2 separate regions of the Pan troglodytes genome follow, and region 2 is linked to region 1. The links are chromatin contacts, called in public Hi-C maps. All regions are on one chromosome and are shown on one strand. Each heading gives the region's core, a stretch centred on a gene start, on an enhancer-like site or on the middle of the called end of the contact. The rest is flanking DNA. Distances are from core to core; before and after follow the strand shown.

Region 1 (6,328 bases), core at 2,597-5,096:
TGGATCACTTGAGGTCAGGAGTTCTAGACCAGCCTAGCCAACATGGTGAAACCTTGCCTCTACTAAAAATGCAAAAAAGTAGCCAAGTGTGGTGGTGGGCACCTGTGTTCCCAGCTACTCAGGAAGCTGAGGCAGGAGAATCGCTTGAACCCAGGAGGCGGAGGTTGCAGTGAGCCAAGGTCACACCATTGCACTTCCAGCCTGGGCAACAGGAGCAAAACTCCATCTCTAAAAAAAAGAAAGAAATGCAGTGAAAGGCCTTGGAGGGGTTTGAGGATAAAAGCAGGATGATTTATTGTAGGTTTTTGTTTTTGTTTCAAAGCCCTCTGGACGTTGCATAACGATGTAAGGATCAACCCATCAGGAAGGTGTAACCATCTCAAATGAGTGTACGCTTCATAACAAAGCTTCCAGTTCCACGAAGCAAAAACATTCCTAGACAAATAGAGAAAAAGATAAATTCACAGAGTTGGAGATTCCAACATTCCTCTTTTAATAACTAACTCTCATTAGTGGGAAAATGATTAATGATTCCCTAATTATACCTGTTGATATAAATGAATTTGCAGTAACTCCACATTTCTCCATCCCTTTTTCTTTGTGTCTGGATGTAAAGCTCCATGGAGCTCGTGAAAACCAGTGAGGATATAGAAGACCTTGACAACACTGTCAACCAAGTGACCTCATCAACAGCTATAGCATTTATAGACTACTCCACCCAGCAACTGCAGCATAAACTTTTTTTTTTTCAAATGTACAGGGAACATTCACCAAGATAGGCCGTATCCTGGGCCATAAAACAAGTCTCAGTCAATTCAAAAAGATGGCAATCCTGCAGTGTGCTCCCTGGCTACAAGGGAGTTAACTTAGAAGTGGATAACAAAAAGATATCTGGAAAATTCCAAATATTTGGAAATTAAACAAGACAGTTGTACAGAACTGATGGGTTGAAGAACAAGTCACAATGGAAATTAAAAATCCCGGGCCGGGCGCAGTGGCTCACGCCTGTAATCCCAGCACTTTGGGAGGCCGAGGCGGGTGGATCACAAGGTCAGGAGATCGAGACCATCCTGGCCAACATGGTGAAACCCCGTCTCTACTGAAAATACAAAAATTAGCTGGGCGTGGTGGTGGGCGCCTGTAATCCCAGCTACTTGGGAGGCTGAGGCAGGAGAATGGCTTGAACCCGGGAGGTGGAGGTTGCAGTGAGCCAAGATCATGCCACTGCACTCCAGCCTGGTGACAGAGCAAGATTCTGCCTCAAAAAAAAAAAAAAAAAAAAAAAAAATCCCTTTGACTGCTCTGTGAGGAGTGGATTGGAGGGGGCAAGTGCAGACACAGGGAGCACAGGGAACAGAACTTTACAGAATTCTAGGAGAACTGTCATGGTGCCTTGGACTTTGGGTGAGGAAGCAGAGAAGGAGAGAAATGGACAGACTCAGACATTTTGGAGGTAGAGCCTATGTGACTTGCTGAGGATTGGATGCGGGCAGTATGGGTAGGCGAGGAAGCAAGGATGACCTAGAGGTGTCTGGGTCAAGTCATTGAACATATCTCCCTGTTGCTCTCAGGATTAAGTCCAAATTTGTCAACATAGTTCCTGATCGGGCACCTGCCCACTTGGACAGCCTGATCTCTCACCCCTCCTCCCACTGTAAACTCCAGCCCTGGAGCAACTGGCAGTCCTCCCTTTGCCATGCCCTCTCTTTTCACATGCTCTTCCATGTTTGCCCTGCTCTCCACTTATTTATCTCTTAGCTTAGATGTCACTTCTGCTGGGAAGCTTTCCTTACTTTTCCTCCAGCCTGGCTTAAGGGCTCTGCTTTGTGCTTCTGTGCTAACCTTCTCATCATCACTTTGCTTTGCCCCTTTTCTGTCTCCCCCATTAAAGCTCCTGTGAACAGGGAATATGTATCATTCTTTCTTTCTTTTTCTTTTTTTTTTTTTTGAGATGGAGTCTTGCTCCGTCACCAGGCTGGAGTGCCACGGGGCAATCTCAGCTGACTGCAACCTCCGCCTCCCGGGTTCAGGCGATTCTCCTGCCTCAGCTTCCAGAGTAGTTGAGACCACAGGCACGTGACACCATGCCCAGCCAACTTTTTTTGTATTTTTAGTAGAGACGGGGTCTCACCACGTTGGCCAGGATGGTCTTGATGTCTTGACCTCATGATCCGCCCGCCTTAGCCTCCCAAAGTGCTGGGACTACAGGCGTGAGCCACAGTGCCCGGCCTCATTCTTTCATTACTACTACTACTATAGCCAGTTGCTGGTTACCTGGGCTGTCAGTCAGGAAACCTAGCCCTCATGAGAGTGGGACGAGAATAAGATCACATAGCATTTATTGAGTCCTTGCTGTGTGTGTGCCAGGGGCTTCACACACATCATCTCATTTAATCATCCTGGCAGCATTATGAAATGGGTTATCAATCCCATTTACAGGAAGAGGAAACTGAGACTTAGAATGCTTAAGCAGGCCAGGCATGGTGGCTTATGCCTGTAATCCCAGCACTTTGGGAGGCCAAGGCAGGAGGATAACTTGAGCCCAGGAGTTCAAGACCAACCTGGCAACAAACCAAGAGCCTGTCTCTACAAAAAAACAAAAAAATTAGCAGCTGGGCACAGTGGTTTACACCTGTAATCCCAGGACTTTGGGAGGCTGAGGCGGGCGAATCACTTGAGGTCAGGAGTTCGAGACCAGCCTGGCCAACATGGTGAAACCTCGTCTCTAATAAAAATACAAAAATTAGCCAGGTATGGTGGCACACACCTGTAATCCCAGCTACTCCAGAGGTTGAGGCAGGAGAATCGCTTGAACCTAGGAGGCGGAGGTTGCAGTGAGCTGAGATCACGCCATTGCACTCCAGCCCAGGCGACAGTGCGAGACTTCATCTCAAAAAAAGAAAAGAAAAAATTAGCTGGCCGCGGTAACTCATGCCTGTGGACCCAGCTACACAGGAGGCTGATATGAGAGGAACACTTGAGCCCAGGAGGTCAAGGCTCAGTGAGCTATGATTGCACCACTGCACTCCAACCTGGGTGACAGAGTGAAACCCTGTCTAAAAAAAAAATGGGCCAAAAGAGCTTGTTCAAGATCACATAGTTAGTGGTGGAAATGGAATTTGAACGCAGGTTGTCAGATTTCAAACCTAAAACTTTTAACCACCAAGTCATACTGTCAAATTCAGACTAGAATTACAACAAATTGAAAATGAATTTGAAGGTGCACTGGTGAGCCCCTGATCGTCTTACTGCCCATGGCCAGGCTTTGGCTCACACTTGGTGCAGATGGCTGAGCAGGGTTCACTGGAGGTGGGTGCCCAGGTTAGGGTGGTGCATGGGGCAGGAGCAGGAAGATCCATTACATTATAGCCAGCAGCATCGGGTACAGAGTACTATTGTGTGCTGCCTTTTAACCCCGCCCCTTACTCTAAAAAAACAAAGGCCTCATTGCTAGTGCTGGCTAATTTCCATAAAGGAATTAGAATGGCTAATTTTATATCCTTTCGGTAAATATCCCACATCCCATTATAACATGGCCAACAATGATCCTCTTCAAATTAATACCAGCAGTAATTGCTGCAGAATTAGCCTCTAGAGATGCAATGTTATCAAAAAGTGATTTTTTTTTTTTTTGGTCTTTTGTTTTTTCAGATAAAGAGTAAAAAGTCCTGATGTACTTATTTTCAGTCAAGGTACTGAGTGGATCATATTAGGAAGGTTCAAAAACTTCATTGCACTGCTTGACTCTGACTACATAAAAGGCTTTTTGTGGTTGACACATGTTTTGAAGTGCTGTGAGCATTGATGCGAACGGTAACTAATTATACTTGACATTTTAAAAGCGAAAACACAGAGACTTCTTACAAAACCACTATCTATTGAGTACTTACTATGTGCCAGCCACTGTACTGAGTACTTTGTGGGTTTCATTTCACTGCATCCTTGTAACAACCTGGGTGGGTGGTAAACTGAGGAACTTGTCTGAAGTCATGAGGGTATTACCTCAGGCTGCCAAGACTTGAACTCAGGAATACCAGACTCACGATTCTTAAGTGCTGTTTTCTCACATTTCTCTGAGATGTACCCTTAGGGCTACTTTTGTGTGTTCCTTTGAAATATGATCTACATACCAAAATGAGCATGCTGAAACTTTAAATGCTTAGTTTAAGAAGCAGTCAATATACAGCATTCTTCCTAATTTTGAAATTAGAATCTTCAAATTCTGTTTTTTTGTTTTGTTTTGTTTATCTTTTTGTTTTTTTGTTTTGTTTTGTTTGTTTTTGAGACAGAGTCTTACTCACTCTGTCTCCCAGGCTACAGTGCAGTGGCACGATCTCGGCTCACTGTAACCTCTGCCTCCCGGGTTCAAGGGATTCTCCTGCCTCAGCCTCCTGAATAGCTGGAATTACAGGCACGTGACATCATGCCCAGCTTTTTTTTTTTTTTTTTTTTTTTGAGACAGAGTCTCACTCTGTCACCCAGGCTGGAGTGCAGTGTCATCATTTCGGCTCACTGCAACCCTCACCTCCTGGGCTCAAGCGATTCTTGTACCTCAGCCTCTCGAGTATCTTGAATTGCAGGCACACACCACAACCCCTGGCTAATTTTTGTATTTTTAGTAGAGACAGGGTTTCAGCATATTGGCCAGGCTGGTCTCAAGCTCCTGACCTAAAGTGATCTGCCTGCCTCAGCCTCCCAGGCACCGTGCCTGGCTTAGAATCTTCAAATTCTTAAAATGGATGTTAAGATAATCTTCATTTATGAAACGGTAGATGATCAGTATTTTTAATTTCATTTTATTGGTTTGCAACATCCATTCCTCTAGTAGGTGAAGAACAAAAGATAAATCCTGTGGCTAATTCTGTGGGCTTCAGAATTACTCAAGTCTGAAATTCCTTTGATACTTGTATCATGTAGCACCCATGTTCATCAATTTTAAATATTGGGGATCCCAGTGGCAGGTTATACTAGTCTGCTTGGGCTGCCATAACAAAATACAAGACTGGGTGGCTGAAACAACAGAAATTTATTTTCTCATGGTTCTGGAGGCTGGAAGTCTGAGATCAGGGTGTCAGCATGGTCAGGTTGTGGTGATGGAGCCTCTTCCTGGGTTGCAAATGGCCACCTTCTCCCTCTGTCCTCACATGGCAGTGAGAGAGAGAGCACTCTCTGGTGTCTCTTCTTATAAGGGCACTGATCCCATCTTGAGGGCCCTATCCTTCTGACCTCAGCTAAACCCAATTATCTCCCAAAGGCCCCTTTCCAAAAGCCATCACATTGTGGGTTAGGACTTCAACATATGAACGTTGGGGACACAGACATTCAGTCCATAAGTGTTATGGTGTTGGGATGATGTTAGGCCAAGGATCCAGGAAGATTCAAATCCTTCCTTGGTTAAGCTACCCCAAAGTTTGAGGAACAATGGCAAAACAAAGCAAATAATGCCACTACTAAGGCTTTGAAGTCTCAAATCACCCAGCAAAGCTCTGGAAAGCTAAGCAGTTCGCACAGGAGAACTAATTTACCTAAGGTGGCTTGAATCCTCCAAGCAGAGGTTAGCAAACCACAGCCTGTGAGCCAGGAGTGGCTTTTACATTTCATATGGTTGAAAAATCAAAAGAAGGATATTTTGTGATATCTGAAAATTATATGAAATTCAAACTTCCATGTCCTGAAATAAACTTTTATTAAGACACACAGCCATTCTCTTATTATTATTATTGTCATTATTATTATTATTTTGAGACAGAGTCTCTGTCGCACAGGCTGGAGTGCAGTGGTGTGATCTTGGCTCACTGCAACCTCTGCCTCCCAGGTTCAAGCAACCCTCCCACCTTAGCTCCCTGAGTAGCTTGGACTATAGACGCATGCCACCATGCCTGGCTAATTTTTCTACTTTTTGATAAAGGTGGGGTTTCACCATTTGCCCAGGCTGGTCTTGAACTCCTGGGCTCAAGCTATCTGCCCGCCTCGGCCTCCCAAAGTGCTAGGATTGAAATTAGAATCTTCAAATTCTGTTGTTTTGAAGAAACTGTGCCCGGCCCACTCTCATTGTTTATCTGTTATCAGTGGCTGCTTTCATGTTACAACAGCAGATTTGAGGAGTTGCAACAGAGCCTGGAATATTTACTATCTGGCCCTTTAGAGGAAAAAGGTTGCCGCATGCTGATATACAAACAAAGCTAGCCAATGACTTGCATTGCCTAATCCCAAGACCAAATCTTAGCTAAAAATACATTTTAGGCAGGTCACAGTGACTCACACCTGTGATCCCAGCACTTTGGGAGGCCAGGGTGGGAGGATCACTTCAGTCCAGGAGTTTAAGACC
Region 2 (6,328 bases), core at 2,492-4,991, 45 kb after region 1:
TAATGTTCTCATGACATGGCAGCTGGCTTCCCCCATTGAGGCCCCATTTACCAATTCAAGAGGCCAAGGCAGAAGCCCTAGTGCCTTCACACAGACAGCTGTGATTTGGTGTGCCTGATTATACTAGGGCATGAATCTCAGCAAGTGAGGATCATGAGGGGTAATTGTGGGGGCTGGCTGCCACATTTGTATTCTGTTTTCTTCCCAGGAAATTGGCATCAGTAGGAGGCTTTTTATTCTATTTTTTATTTTTGAGTCAGGGTCTCACTATGTTTGTGGCCCAGGATGGATTACAGTGGCATGATCCCGGCTCACTGCAGACTTAAATTCCTGGGCTCAAGTAATCCTCCTAGCCTCCCAAGTAGCTAGTACTACAGGTGTGCGCCACTACCCCTGGTAATTTTTTATTTTTTGTAGAGACATGTTGCTGGGCTGGTCTCAAGTGATCCTCCAGCCTTGGCTTCCCAGAGTACCGAGATTACAGGTGTGAGCCACCATGCCCAGCCAGTAGGAGGCTCTAGTAATTGCAGACATTGCGATACAGGCCGGCTGGAGAAGAATTCAAGGAAGAAGGAAGGAATGAACCAAACGAAGTTATTTTTTCAGCCTCATCTTTTGCCTCTTCTCCCCTTGTAATCTTGACTTCCAGACACTGGATAAGGTCAATGACGGGCGACAAAGTGCACACAGCAATGACAGCCTAAGGGAATCGTGGAAAGTGTACCAGAGGAAGTGGTGTTTAAGTAGAGATCTGAATTTGCAGAGGAACGTAGCAAAGTGCATTGGAGAGGAGGAGCTAACCAGAGGGGCACAAGCCTTGATTATCTGAAGACCAGGTGGGATCTGAAAAACCATAAGAAATTCAGTTAAGCTGACAGCAATGAAAGGGACAAAACAAAGTGTTAGAAATTAGCATAATGTGTTCTCCAACAGAAAGTTCCAATAGAACTTTTTGCAATAATGAAATTTTCTTTATCTGAACTATCCAATACAGGAGCCACTAGCCACATGTAGCTACTGAGCACTTAAAATGTGGCTGGTATGACCAAAGAATTGGATTTTTAGGCCAGGGGCGGTGGCGCACACCTGTAATCCCAGCACTTTGGGAGGCTGAGGCGGGTGGATCACAAGGTCCAGAGTTCAAGACCAGCCTGGACAATATGGTGAAACCCCATCTCTACTAAAAATACAAAAATTAGCTGGGTGTGGTGGTGGGAGCCTGTAATCCCAGCTACTGGAGAGGCTGAGGCAGAGAACTGCTTGAACCCGGGAGGCAGAGGTTGCAGTGAGCTGAGATCACGCCACTGCACTCCAGCCTGGACGACAGAGCAAGACTCCGTCTCAAAAAAAAAAAAAGAAAAAGAAAAAAGAAAAAAAGAATTGGATTTTTATTGAAGAACTCAGGAACTGAATTTTAAATTTTATTTAATTTTAATTAATTTAAATTTCAATATTCACACATGGCTAATATCTACTGTACAGCAGAGCTCTTACAGTAAGAGACCCTTCTGAATAGTAGAGTGGCAGATAGAAGGAGAGGCTAAGCTTTGCCATGTAGGCAGTAGGCCCTTTCAGACTGGAAGGGACCTGGATAAACTAAACCTGGTGCCTGGCAAGTGCTGGCCAAGTGCTTGATGTGCTACCCTATTCCCTCTCTCTGCAAGGATATTTGTAATTGAGCTAGATGCTCTGAACAATGAAGGTCTAAAGACACAGGGGACTGGTTCTCTGATGGCACAATTTGAGAGAGCTATTTTGGGTGTGAATGTCTTTTGCCTACATCTACCACCTAGGATCAGGGTCAGACCCACTGTCTTTTAAGAGGGTCAACAGTGTAAAGGCTGTGTCCAAACTTGCATCTTCTTAGACCAAACAATAACCTTCCTTCCCTCCCTTGGTCCTTCTCTCCCCTCCTTCCTTCCATGACTTTGTGCTATGCTGGGTTTTGGGAAGAGGAGGTGGAACAACGCAATACCTTTTCTTTTCTTTCTCTCTCTCTCTTTTTTTTTTTTTTTTTTTTTTTTTTTTGAGACGGAGTCCCATTCTGTCGTGCCCAGGCTGGAGTACAGTGGCTGGAGTATCTCGGCTCACTGCAACCTCAGCCTCCAGGGTTCAAGGGATTCTCCTGCCTCAGCCTCCCGAGTAGCTGCGATTACAGGTGCCCGCCACCAAGCCCAGCTAATTTTTTTTTTTTTTTTTTTTTTTTTTTTTGTATTTTTAGCAGAGACAGGGTTTTGCCATGTTGGCCTGGCTGGTATCAAACTCCTGACCTCAGGTGATCCGCCTGCCTCAGACTCCCGAAGTGTTGGGAATACAGGTGTGAGCCACCGTGCCCGGGCAGTACCTTTTCTTTTAAAAGCTCACAGATGAGTATAAAAATGTCCACGCACTGGCTGGGAGCCAGATGATTTGGGTTCTGGGTTCTAGTTCTGTCTCCCCAGACTTGCTGCCTGTGACACAGCTTTCCCATTTGTAAAATGTCAGGGCTGCAGAGGACTTCTGAGGTTTCCGCCCTCTCCTACCTCCTGGGAGATTATGTCATGTAATAATGATAACAGTGGTAATAAAAACCCAGCCACGTTGAGTGTTCCAGGTTTCACGCACTGTGCCAAATGTTTCACATTTGCCATTTCACTCAATCCTCGTGGCCGTTTTACAACCCTCATTTTATAAATAAGAACCCTGAAGCTGCCTGAGTTTAGGTAACTACTTCAGGGCCACACAAGGAGTAAGTAGTTGAGTTGGGATTTGAATATTGATTCCAAACCTTGAGCTCTTAATGACTTTGCTGTATACATTACTTCTTGCCACAGGTGGGCCAGTGACGAACGAACGTTGGGTTAAGCAGGGAGGTATTCTTGTTAGGATTATTAGCAATGCTTAGTGTATGTATGTATTTTTAATTTTATTATTTTTTTTTTGAAACAGTCTCGCTTTGTCGCCTAGGCTGGAGTGCAGTGGCGCGATATCGGCTCACTGCAACCTCCGCCTCCTGGATTCAAGCGATTCTCGTGCCTCAGCCTCCCGAGTAACTGGGATTACAGGCACGAACGACCACGCCCGACTACATTTTGTATTTTTAGTAGAGACGGGGTTTCGCCATGTTGGCCAGGTTGGTCTTCAACTCCTGACTTCAGGTGCTCCGCCCGCCCCAGCCTCCCAAAGTGCTGGGATTACAGGCTTGAGTCACCGCGCCGGGCCTGTATTTATTTTTATATAGAGAAGGGCGCGGGAGCGGGGTCATTTTGTTACCCAGACTGGTCTCGAACTCCTGGGCTCAAGCGATCCTCTCGCCTCGGCCTCCCTCCCAAAGTGTTGGGATCACCGGCCTGAGCCCCCTGCCCGGCCTCGCTCTACGTTTTTTAGGCGCATTCTGAACGTGAAGTGTATACACTGAATTCTCACAGCAACTGCATAGGGCATCGGTACCAGTGCCCTCACTGTACAGATGGGGAAAATGAGGCTCAGACAGGCGAAGTAAGTAGCTTAAGTTCACACAGAGAGGAAATGGCAGGGATTCAAAGCCTAGGAGTCCGCCTGCAACCCTCTCGCCTGACCGTCCAGTCTTCAGCTCCGCGGAGCCTGGGCCTGGGGCTGGGGCTGGGGCTGGGGCTGAGGCTCGGGCTGAGGCTCGGCAAGCCGCCGGGACGCAGCCGCCACTGGGCCCCAGCGTCACGCCTCGGCCGCGCACGCGCTCTCGGGTTCCGGGCCGGAGCGCGCGGCGGGAGCGAGGACGGCGGCAGGGAGCGTGCGCGCGGTGACGTAGCGGGCGCCATGTTGGAGGGTTGGTGGTAGCGGCTTGGGGAGGTGCTCGCTCTGTCGGTCTCGCTCTCGCACGCTTCCCCCGGCTCCCTTCGTTTCCCCCCCCCGGTCGCCTGCGTGCCGGAGTGTGTGCGAGGGAGGGGGAGGGCGTCGGGGGGGTGGGGGGAGGCGTTCCGGTCCCCAGGAGACCCGCGGAGGGAGGCGGAGGCTGTGAGGGACTCCGGGAAGCCATGGACGTCGAGAGGCTCCAGGAGGCGCTGAAAGGTGGGGGTAGCTGCCCCCTCTTCATTCCCCCTCACCTTCTCCGGCTCGCTCTTCTCTCCTTTCAGGGCGGATGGTTCCGAGGACCGGGGCCGGGCGCGGCGTGGGGAGAGTGCTTCCCGGGCTCCCATCCCCCTCCACCTCCCCAGGGGCGGGGAGCCCTGTGGGCAGCTCCCTCCCGCCCCGCTCTGGCTTTGTGTCGGCCGCCGGCGTCTGGGCTGGGGGAGGGGAGCCGGGGAAGCTCTTGCGGGGGCCCCAGTCTTTCTCCCACCCGTTCAGGGGACGAGTCGCGGACCCGCAGACCCCTCCCTCCCAGACATCCTCCTTTCTCCACCAGGCTACCCGCACGCTAGGCGTTGGGGTGGGAGAAAAAGTAAACGGTTGGTGGGGGCGGGGGTAGGGGGTGGCATCGCAACTTTTAAGTTGTCTCAGTATGCCTTTTTCAGGGCTTTTGAAGTCATCCTTCCGCGCCCTAATTTCGAGGTGGTTGCCTTCACTGTTCTTGATTGCACGCCTTCCACGCAACAGGCTTGAGAACAGTGGCTTACAAACTTCGAATAGAGAGATTTCAGCGTTTTGAGAATTATTCTTTGACATTCACAATCATTTGGGGACGGCAACTTGGAGTAGTTGGTGCTTCTTAGAAAGGCAGATTTATGGACTTAGATGAACAATTGGTGGGAGTCGGGGCCTGGGGATTTTTATTGTCGCTGGATTCCCAGCTTAATATAATGCTGGTGTTCCCCCGGACCACACTTCGAGAAGCACTGCGTTAAAAATGGTTTGTGAAGTTGAGTGCCCCCTTTAGGAGGATTCTTGTTATCTGTAAAGAGGGTGACATGTTGGAAGTAGAACTTGGAGGATTGAGGTGGTAATTTGGTTGAGAGGCCTTATTTTTTTAATTTTGTATTTAATTGATTTTTAATAAGGTAAAGGACTAGGAGGAAAGTTTGTTTTTAGAGCGCTTTTGAGAAAACTGATAACGTTTTTTTTTCTTCTTTCATCTAGATTTTGAGAAGAGGGGGAAAAAGGAAGTTTGTCCTGTCCTGGATCAGTTTCTTTGTCATGTAGCCAAGACTGGAGAAACAATGTGAGTTGAAAACATGCATTTGTCGTTATAGACCAGTGCATTATTAAGAATTGCTCAGGAAAGGGAAAAAAGTATATTTTGGGATAATTAAATAATTCATTCTAAATTGTAGAAGTCCTGGTCATTTAAATAATTTATATATTTACATTTAAAGAACGTATACGCTTACTTACTTTATACATGGTCTGTAACGGATTTTAAAAACTTGTGTATGTTAAAATTTTCTTTATAGCTAGGCTTTGGCACGCTTAGAGAATGTATTAGTCTTAACGAGCCAGAGAAAGGAAGAATGCCTATTCCATTATGACCCTTTTTGGCCATAACAAATAGGCTTATTCCTAGAATTTTGTGGCTTTGATTCTGTTTCAGAGTCTTGGTGGTATTTTCTCATATTGTCGTGTGTCCAGCCTTTTTTTGGTCATATTTGCATATGTAGGTGTTTAAAGTGTCACTTCTATTTATCGTCTGGAGGACTCTGTGATTATCTGACAAATTCCAGATGCTACAGTTTTGACTTGTAGACTTTCTAAGATAGCTGACTTGTTACATATGCTCAGCATTTTATTAAGCTCGTTTCCAAATGTTCTGAATCTGAAACTTACACTATAAAGTTAGGGCTGTGTTCAGAAGGAACATTCCAGGTCATTGTTTTGCAGTTTGTGTGGTAGACACAATCTGGCTAAGTTTATTTGTAGAGAACAGTGCATCTTTGATGACTTCTTTTTGTAGTCTTTGGGTGGGGGCTGGGGCAGCAGGAAAGGGGTAGGTTTCTATGGTTTCAGTGTTAATAAGTGGGTTATCTGCCCAGTATGAGTGTAGCTTTCAGCAAGTATTGTATAATTTCTCTGGCTTTATTATTAGCAAGTGTTCATTTCTCACAAGATTTGCTTATGGTTGTAGTCTAGCCTTTTAACAACTAGCCTAATTTTAGAAAGAAAAAAACCTTTGCTGCCTCAGTGCTTGATTTAATGGTCATGCCTGCAAGCTGAGTCTCCTTAGTATTCTATTAAAATACACCAGTCATTTTGAGAACGTCACTGTGATGTGTTCAATCTTGTATTTCTATTTATTACATTAAAAAATGGGACCCTCTTGGGGGGAAGTCATTTTTACCTTTGCATTAGGGTTTCATATAGAACATCTTGATTTAGAACAATGTAAAACTGTTAATTTGTGCTTATATAGATAAGCCTAAAAATGACCACATGCCATCTT

The links. Hi-C and Micro-C count contacts between places; a contact is called where the count stands out from the background.
Region 2: a contact with region 1 is called in a Hi-C map of blood, with 2.6 times the contacts expected there. The contact joins the promoter of PPP4R2 here to the enhancer-like site in region 1. A contact is called at or near these places in 2 of 7 Hi-C or Micro-C datasets (blood and stem cell-derived neural progenitor cells) and 1 of 1 datasets of contacts at active chromatin or transcription factors (stem cell-derived excitatory neurons).

The regions. Positions count from the first base shown.
Region 1 is chr2:76,944,570-76,950,897 of NHGRI_mPanTro3-v2.0_pri, forward strand. All of the region lies in intron 3 of GXYLT2 (glucoside xylosyltransferase 2), which reads left to right. Among named protein-coding and RNA genes, the nearest start is that of PPP4R2, 46 kb to the right of the region's middle. Within about 2 kb of position 3,847, at least 7 of the 24 cell types and tissues checked have an H3K27ac peak or open chromatin away from gene starts, as enhancers often do.
Region 2 is chr2:76,990,033-76,996,360 of NHGRI_mPanTro3-v2.0_pri, forward strand. PPP4R2 (protein phosphatase 4 regulatory subunit 2) reads left to right here and starts at 3,742. Exons shown (of 9, transcript XM_003309888.7): 1 at 3,742-4,026; 2 at 5,032-5,113. The coding sequence starts at 3,993.